2 separate regions of the Capra hircus genome follow, and region 2 is linked to region 1. The links are chromatin contacts, called in public Hi-C maps. All regions are on one chromosome and are shown on one strand. The core of a region is the stretch at or near the end of the contact, and the rest is flanking DNA. Distances in the headings are between cores, read along the strand shown. Region 1 overlaps NAPG (gamma-soluble NSF attachment protein). Region 2 holds the start of PIEZO2 (piezo-type mechanosensitive ion channel component 2).

Region 1 (3,915 bases), core at 1,038-3,537:
TGGCTTCCCGGGGACACGGAGGCAGTGTCACGGGAGGACAAGGTCACCCTGAGCTCTGGGAGAGTCCAGGGAGTGTCCTTGCAGGGCGGGTGGGCAGTAGATGAACTCTTTCTGGAAGGTCCGGGTCAGAACACTAACGAACATCCTCCTCAAGTGCTCCCCCACCCCTCAACCTGGCACCCACGTGGTCTGTGGGCAGTGGCTCCTTCCAGCCCTTGTTTGGGGACACTGGTCTCAGTAGCATTTGTGCTCGGTGACGTGTTAATAGTGCACACTTGTCCTTGCTGCTGTGCCCTCCACATCCAGCCACCCTCCAGGAGTCACCTTAATGTGCATTTGAGCTCGTTCACAGCCATCTCAGCAGATTTGGCCGCACCTAGAAGATGCTCTCAACTGCATTGTGTAGACTGTTATCCAGTGCAGCCTTGGAAGAAAGGCTTCACTTCTCTTTTCCTTCATATTAATAGAACAAAAATGCGTACTGAGCCGGGGGGTCCTGCAGGGCTTGGGGGCTTGGGGAGTGGGCCTCCCAGTGCAGGGGGCTGGAACCCGGGCATCCCTGACTACCACCACCCCACCCCCACAAGTTGCAGGGCAGGTGGCTGTTCCCGACGTCAGGGTTTCCTGCCTGGGGTCTGGCGAGAAGTGTCTCCTCTTCCTGCTCACAGCTGTTCTCCTTGGGGGTGCTCAAGAGCAGGGAGTGGTGGTCACAGCAGGGAAAGGTGTCTGAGCTCATGTGGTCCCTTTCCCGGAGAGGGTCCACGTGCGCGTTCTCAGAGCCCAGCAGTCCCTGTGCTGTCCTGTGTGAGTGAACCAGTCTGCAGAGTCTAATATATTGAACTTAACTGTACATATGCAGAGTGTGGTATTTGTGTATGAAACTGTGCTTTATTCCTATTTTCCAGCTTTGATGAATAATATTAAATGTTATGGAAATGCTGATTATTGCTTCTATGGGAAGATAATTACAAAAATAAAATGTGAAACCATGCAGGTGTGATTATTCTTTTTATTATATTTTATGCTTGACTTGTTTCCTTTTTCCAAAGATACATTGTCAGCTACTGCCAGGCGCCCAGCTGTGCCAGACAGCACATTGCTAGACAGCAGTGTTTGTTCTGGTAAGTCGTGCTCTTGGGGGTCCTGAGGCCCCACCTGGGGGTTACTGTGACCTCGGGGAGCTTTTCAGGGTGCCTGTCACCAGTGACTGTCAGACCGTGCTCTCTGGCCTCGGGGAGGTGGGAGCCTTCAGCACACTTCAGTATATCAGGAGAGTAGTTGTTTCATTAAGTGAGGAGGTAAGGAAGCCAAAGTGACAAGGTTGGCATTTAATACCTGTTGTGCACCCTGGTTACCTGCGGATTCACATGACATCACTCAGACGTTTCCGGAGTGCGGACTGTGGAAGACCCCTATGTAATGAGCGCCCTGCCCTCCTGAGGGTGGGGGTCGGTGGGAGGATTTGGCCCCAGGACGGAAGTTGGGGCGAGATCCTGCAGGACACCTCGGGGGCGGGGGTAGCCACAGGTGAGTGAGCAGGGCAGGGAAAGTCCAGGGGAGATTGGGAGGTGGGGCCCCTCAGAGCCGAGGCTCCGAGGCCCAATGCCTCCGCCTGGGCCCCATCACACTTCCACTTCGATTACAAAACACAAAGATGAAACTCTTAAAGAATTCTGGGTGACCCAGGGATGCCGTTCAGAGCACAGGCACCTCTGGACGCTGGCCCTGTGCCGCCACGAAGACCCCACCACGGGGCTGCGCGCACACCTGGGCTCAGGTGTGAACAGAGCCTCCTGCAGCAGCAGTTCTCCTGTTTGGGCTTGCGACCTACCGCCGCCCCCTCCGTCCTGGGGCAGCTCCCCCGGGGTCTGGGGTCTAGTTCTGGGTTCACGGATGGGGGCCGAAGTTGATCCTTCTGCTCCGACGCCCCAGTGCCAGCCAGCCTCTCGGCTCTGGCCTGCCACTGCCGAGAAAACCGCGTTTCTCCTGCAGGTGCTGATCTAGCTTCTCACTGAGCTGGGGGGGGTTGGGGGGTGGTCCTCTTGGGGGCGGGGATGGACACAGAGTGGGAGGGGAGCAGAGAGTTAAGAGAAACCAGACTCAGTTTACAGCGGGAAGGCTGCTGCGGTGGGAGGGGCAGTAAGCAAGTGGCCATCGGCCCCTACAGCGCCCCCACCCGTCCCAGACCGTGTGAGCCCTGAGGGGACTCGGGGTCGGGAGCACAGATGGTGCACGTCGGACGGATGGTCTCTGAGCCCGGGATCTCGAATCTTCCCACACACAAAGAAGCAGAGGTCTGGTCCTCTGGGTGTGTGTGAGTCACTCAGTTGTGTCCGACTCTGCCACCCCATGGACTGTAGCCCACCAGGCTCCTCTGTCCATGGGGATTTTTCCAGGCAAGAATACTGGAGTGGGTTGCCAGTTCCTTCTCCAGGGGATCTTCCTGACGCAGGGATCGAACCCAGCGACCGAACCCAGGTCTCCTGCGGCTCCCGCACGGCAGGCGGGTCCTTTACCACTGAGCCACCTGGGACACCCCCTGGTTTTCTTAACAGCAATCATTTGCTGTTCTGACTGCCTGGTCTTTGTGGCAAACACCTCCCCAGCCCCAGCTAGCTATAACCTGGCTCCCCAACTCACTCCTCAGAGCAGACCCTCAAAGCTGCCTGAGGAGCTGCCTCTGGACTTGAAATCCTCAGAAACTCGGCTGAATAAAATGTAATTCTCAGCTTTCAGGTTGTTCTTTTTTCTTTCTTTCTTTTTTTTTTTTCAGGTAACAGCCTTTATTTGTGGGCTGTCCCCTCTCTCTTTCCTTTCTGGCTTAATAACTTAGGTTCGTGAATCTGCCTGAAATACCTAGTTTCCTACGAGGACCTCGAGCATTTTTTTGTCAGTGTCTTATGAACAGTGTCTTTTAAAATTAAAAAAGTTTTAAATCAGTCGTAGAGCTGTGCAGGTCATGCAAGATTAAAAGTCTATCAGATCATCACTTTATGATTCCTGCACTTTTCACCTGAATTTGTGTGCTCTTCAGAATACGAGTGTATCGAATTCTTTATCTCATTTACTATATGTCACTTATAGACCTTACAATAATGACTACTTTTCAAATATGTTCTACCGTATTCTTATTTGCACTCTAAAATGAAAATATGAATAAGCCTTCAGAGAAGTGAAGTAAAGATGCTGATTTTAATAATAATAATTAAGGTTTGTTAAGGAAGGTCTCCGCTCAAGGGCTCAGCACCCGAATTCCCAGGCCACCAGGTGGCGCTGTGGAGCGGGTTCAGGACCGCCTCACCGGGACCAGCTGCAGGGTCACTGCTGATAGACACAGAACGGGCCGCAGGATGGGCGACACTTGTCTAAACAGCTGATTGGACAAACACATGAGTGCGCGCACTCACAGACACAGGCTTTATTAACCTTGTTTGTTGTGTCTGTCTGCTCTTACTCTTCCTGCCCCACGTCACACCTGACGCTGATTGGTGGACAAGGACCAGCTGGGCCTCCGGGGTCTCCGCTCAGCTTTGACCTGGCCCACCTGCCACATCTCGGGGGGATTGGGGAGTGTTACTGGCATTGCAGTTCAGCCAGCTGCCTGTAGGTGCTGGTAGCGCCCCAGCACTGGGATGAATACGCAATGTCCCCACTAGCGTGGACACGGGGTGCTATCCCTTGTCAGGAACCAAGACCGTCCCTCTGCCCCCACCACCCAGCACCTCGTGATGTCAGAGTAGCAGCAGTCCCGCCTCCAAGCCTGCTGCCCCCGGTAGCCACATGGAACTGTTAAAGTGGACACAAAGGAAATAAAATTCATTTATTTCATTCATTATCACACTGTCACGTCTGAGATGCTGGGTGGCCCTGTGTGTCCCTGGCCACAGAAAGCCCCTTGGACAGCGCTGGTCTGGG
Region 2 (3,915 bases), core at 401-2,900, 260 kb after region 1:
CAGTGTGGCACTTCTACTAGAGGAGAAACTGGGCCCCTCTCACTCCAAGCTCGCGCCCCGCGGGTGTCTTTAGACCTGAAGGCCGGTGGCTTTTCACGCCCTACCGGCCGCATAAAAACAGTGAGATCCTTGCCTGGGAATCCGGGAGGCTCCCTCTGTCCTCGCTTAAACCTCGGAGTCCCAGCGCAGTTACAGATCCGTCTGGACCGCGCAGGAGCGGAGCTGGGCCTCCGTTTCCGCAGCCTCTGCGTCCAGCAGTTTTGTTGTAGAGGCTTTTGTGTGAGTAAAGCCAGCAACTTCAGGGCACCGCTTCCCGGCGCGACCCGAGTCCTTTCCTTCTTCCCCCCAGGGGCTGGGACACGGGACGGGGCAGAGGTGGCATAGAAACCCTCTGGATGCGCCCGAGCGTCCTGTGTCCAGGGACTGGGGGAGGGTGCTCTTGTACAAACCTGGGAAGGGGTCTACAACTACCTTTCAGGCGGATTCGCATCCATTGTGCACGGCTCGGCACTCCACAGAAATTTCTGTGTGTTACTAAACTCAGCTCCGTCTCCAGCACTGGCCGAGCTGGCCGCCCGGACTGTGAAGCTAGACGGTTAAGACCCTGATCATGCAGACCCCGTTCGTGCGCCCCAGAGCGAGAATTGAAAGTGCCGGGCTTCCGCACCCAGAGCACGGAGCTGACTCCCCGAACCGGGTCTCGGGCACGCGAGCTAGTGATCTGGGTTTGCTCTGAAGCCCGCCCCCTCCCCAGGCGCCCCCTCCCCTCCCCTGGACCCTCGGAGAGAGGGAAACACTCACCTACTGCCAGGCAGATGGGGAGCAGCAGCCTGAAGACAAGCCCGCACACCACTTCCGAGGCCATCGCGTCGGTCCCGCGAGTCCGAGCAAAGGGTCTCCAGGACTGGGGTGCCAAGCCCATGCCCGCCTAGGGCCTCCTGCGGCCGGCGGCTCGCAGCCGCCCGGGCATCGCCTCGGCTAGAGCCGCGGCGCCGTGCGCCCCGAGGGCGCGCTCTCCGCTTTCCTGGCCGCGCCTCTCTGCTCTCCCGGCCGCCGCTCACCAGGCCCTAGGAAGCCCCCTCGTCGGGCGCCCGACCCCTCACGGCCGGCCCACCCAGTGTGGACTCCCCGATCCGGTGCCGGAGGTTTCTGCAGCGGGTGCCGGAGGCCGGAGCCGGGGACCAGGCACTTCGAGAGGGTCCCGCGAGGCGGCGCGGCGAGAAAAGGGGAGAAGAGGGCGTGCTGTCCTTTTGGCGGCTCCTGAGATGTCCCTCACGGGCAGCGGGGAGCCTTCTCCGTGGAGTCTTCTCAGAATAGAGGTGACGACGCGGCCCTCGTTCGGCCTGAGCTCCCGGAGCGGCCCTGGCCCGGAGCGGCCCCGCGGTGGCTCCCTCAGCAGTCTTCGGTTCAGCCTTTGCGCCCCCGGGCTTCGGGCCGGAGACAGCGGGGCGCGGGCGGCCGGACTCGCGTAACCATTCCCGATTGCTCGGGGCTCCCTAACGGGTCGGCAGAGGGGCGCGCGAGGGGGCAGCCTCCACTCGCTCCTCCTCGGCCTCCACTTAAAGGAATAAAATGAAAAACGAACGCCGCCCGGAGGCCAGCGCGCCCCCGCCCCGCGCGGTGCAGCCTCGCCCTGGCGGCGCAGCCCCGGCTCCGGGCGGGCGCGCACTTCTCCACCTTCAATGAAACTTTCGAAGCCGCTCTCGCGGACGGGCGTGCGCGCCGGCCAATGGGAGGCGGCTCGGGGCGGCGCGGGGTCCCGCCCCTGGACGGCTGGAGGCCGGCGCAGGGCCCGAGTGCGGGGACCCAGGGCAGGGAAGCCCCCGCCTGCGAGCGGTGGGCTTGGCGCGCTCGCTCCCCGGACCCTCAGCGTCGCTGGGTCCTGTCCTTTGGCAGACTGAAGGAACCATCCTTTCCCCAGGGCGCGGCCCTGAGCTCACCCCCCACCCGGGGAGTCCTTTAAGGCTCCAGGAATTGTGCACAGGCGACAGGAGAGCAGAAGTTGGCGCGACTGTCACTGTGCTAGGTCCGCACGTGCCCACCTGCACGCACTGGGAGGAAGAGAAGGATTCGTCCAGACCAGTGTGCCTGCGCATTCTGAACGGAGCGAGAAGTTTCAGCTTCGACGGGGCTCTGGGAAATCCTGGGTCTTTCCAAATTCATTGAGTCATTGGGAAATCTGCGAGTGGACATAGGGATCAGATGCGCGCCCACTTAGTAGATTTTGGAGACGTCTTGTTTTCGCCTCGGGTTTGTTGCTTGTCGTGGCCCCTGGGAAGAGAGTATACTGTTTCTCTTCTCTACTCATAATCCCTGTTTTCTCTTTCTCTAGGTAAGATCTAGAGACACCTGGTTCTAGCTGGGAGATGCTCTTTTCTCAATTATCCAGCAGTTTTGTCACTGAGGGGACCCTGGAGACCTGAAACAGGTGATCTGACGTATAGGGAGGACCCTTCAAAACTGGCATTTCCATCAGGAGGGCAGAGAGGCAAGACTTTGACTTCCACCAGCCTTCTGGGCTTGAACTGGTGTTTGATGATGGAAAAGTCTGCTGATGGAAATTTACACAAATCTTAGTTCTCTGTGATAACCAACAAGGTCTCCCTTTAGAGATACAGTAAGCTTGCATTTTGAGCCCAAATAGCTTCACAAATTCCCTGAGAAAGACAAATACACTGTGAACCAACACTTTTTTATGAAGCCTGATGCAGTCAGATCTTGCAAAGACACACCGAAACTTAGACCATCCTTGTATTCTAGCGTCCTCAAGAAGTTTTGCCACCCAAAACTCCGAATGTCAATGTACACTGCACTAGGCCTAGAGAAGACAACAGGAACTTAAGCAAATCATTGTCCTCTCCCAGGAATTGTGTTTTGTAGAAGCCTGATGACAATCTGCACCTGTTTTCCAAGTCTAGCACTGTGATGCTCATAGGTGGTGTCCTCTGGCTCTCCCTCTCTCCATCTCTCTGGTACAACTTGTTTTGGGAACCCAATTAGGAGGTCACAAAGCCCTCCTGAATTTTATGTAACACTGTGTCGCCACATGAATTCTGTTTACTCTGAATATTTCGTCGTGTTCTTGGTAGGTTTCCAACACTGTCTTTTTCTTGTTGTAGTTCAGTCACTAAGTCATGTCCAACTCTTTGCGACCCCATGAACTGCAGCACACCAGGCTTCACAAACTCATGTCCATTGAGTTGATGATGCCATCCAACCATCTCTCGCCCCCTTCTCCTCCTGCCCTCAATCTTTCCCAGGATCAGTGTCTTTTCCAATGAGTCAGCTCTTCTCAACAGGTGGCCAAAGTATTGGAGCTTCAGCTTCAGCAACTACAGTCCTTCCAATGAATATTCAGGGTTGATTTCCTTTAGAATTGACTGATTTGATCTCCTCACAGTCCAAGGTACTCTCAGGAGTCTTCTCCAATTCAAAAGCATCAGTTCTTCAGTGCTCAGCCTTCTTAATGGTCCAATTCTCACATCCATACATGACTACTGGAAAACCATGGCTTTGACTATGTCCTGTCCAATAGACAGGACCTAGACCTGTCTGCTACTGCTGCTGCTGCTAAGTCACTTCAGTCGTGTCCGACTCTGTGAGACCCCATAGAGGGCAGCCCATCAGGCTCCCCCGTCCCTCTAGATGTCCTCCAAATCAATGTCTCAGATACCCAGTTAGGAGAGGCACAATCTTCCCTAATCCACCTCCTGCTTATCCTGCCCCTCTGTGTACCAAGTTGACCATTTGGTCTTTAGAGATTTTAAGACCTGGATTCTACTTCTTCGTCCACCCGCACATATATTCAAGGAGTTTCAGTTGTCTGCATTTTACTAGAAGCTGTGCTCCCCCTGGCTGCATGCTACAGGCACCTTGGATCTCTCCATTAAACCAAAGCCCTCGATTTTGACTCTG

The links. Hi-C and Micro-C count contacts between places; a contact is called where the count stands out from the background.
Region 2: a Hi-C map of blood shows a contact between it and region 1, with 7 times the contacts expected there. The contact joins the promoter of PIEZO2 here to the enhancer-like site in region 1. A contact is called at or near these places in 2 of 5 Hi-C or Micro-C datasets (blood and liver).

Annotation. Positions count from the first base shown.
Region 1 is chr24:42,545,189-42,549,103 of ARS1.2, forward strand. NAPG (gamma-soluble NSF attachment protein) reads left to right here. Exons shown (of 12, transcript XM_018039500.1): 12 at 1-991. Among named protein-coding and RNA genes, the nearest start is that of NAPG, 13 kb to the left of the region's middle. Within about 2 kb of position 2,288, at least 1 of the 5 cell types and tissues checked has an H3K27ac peak or open chromatin away from gene starts, as enhancers often do.
Region 2 is chr24:42,809,555-42,813,469 of ARS1.2, forward strand. PIEZO2 (piezo-type mechanosensitive ion channel component 2) reads right to left here and starts at 1,651. Exons shown (of 52, transcript XM_018039712.1): 1 at 802-1,651. The coding sequence starts at 922.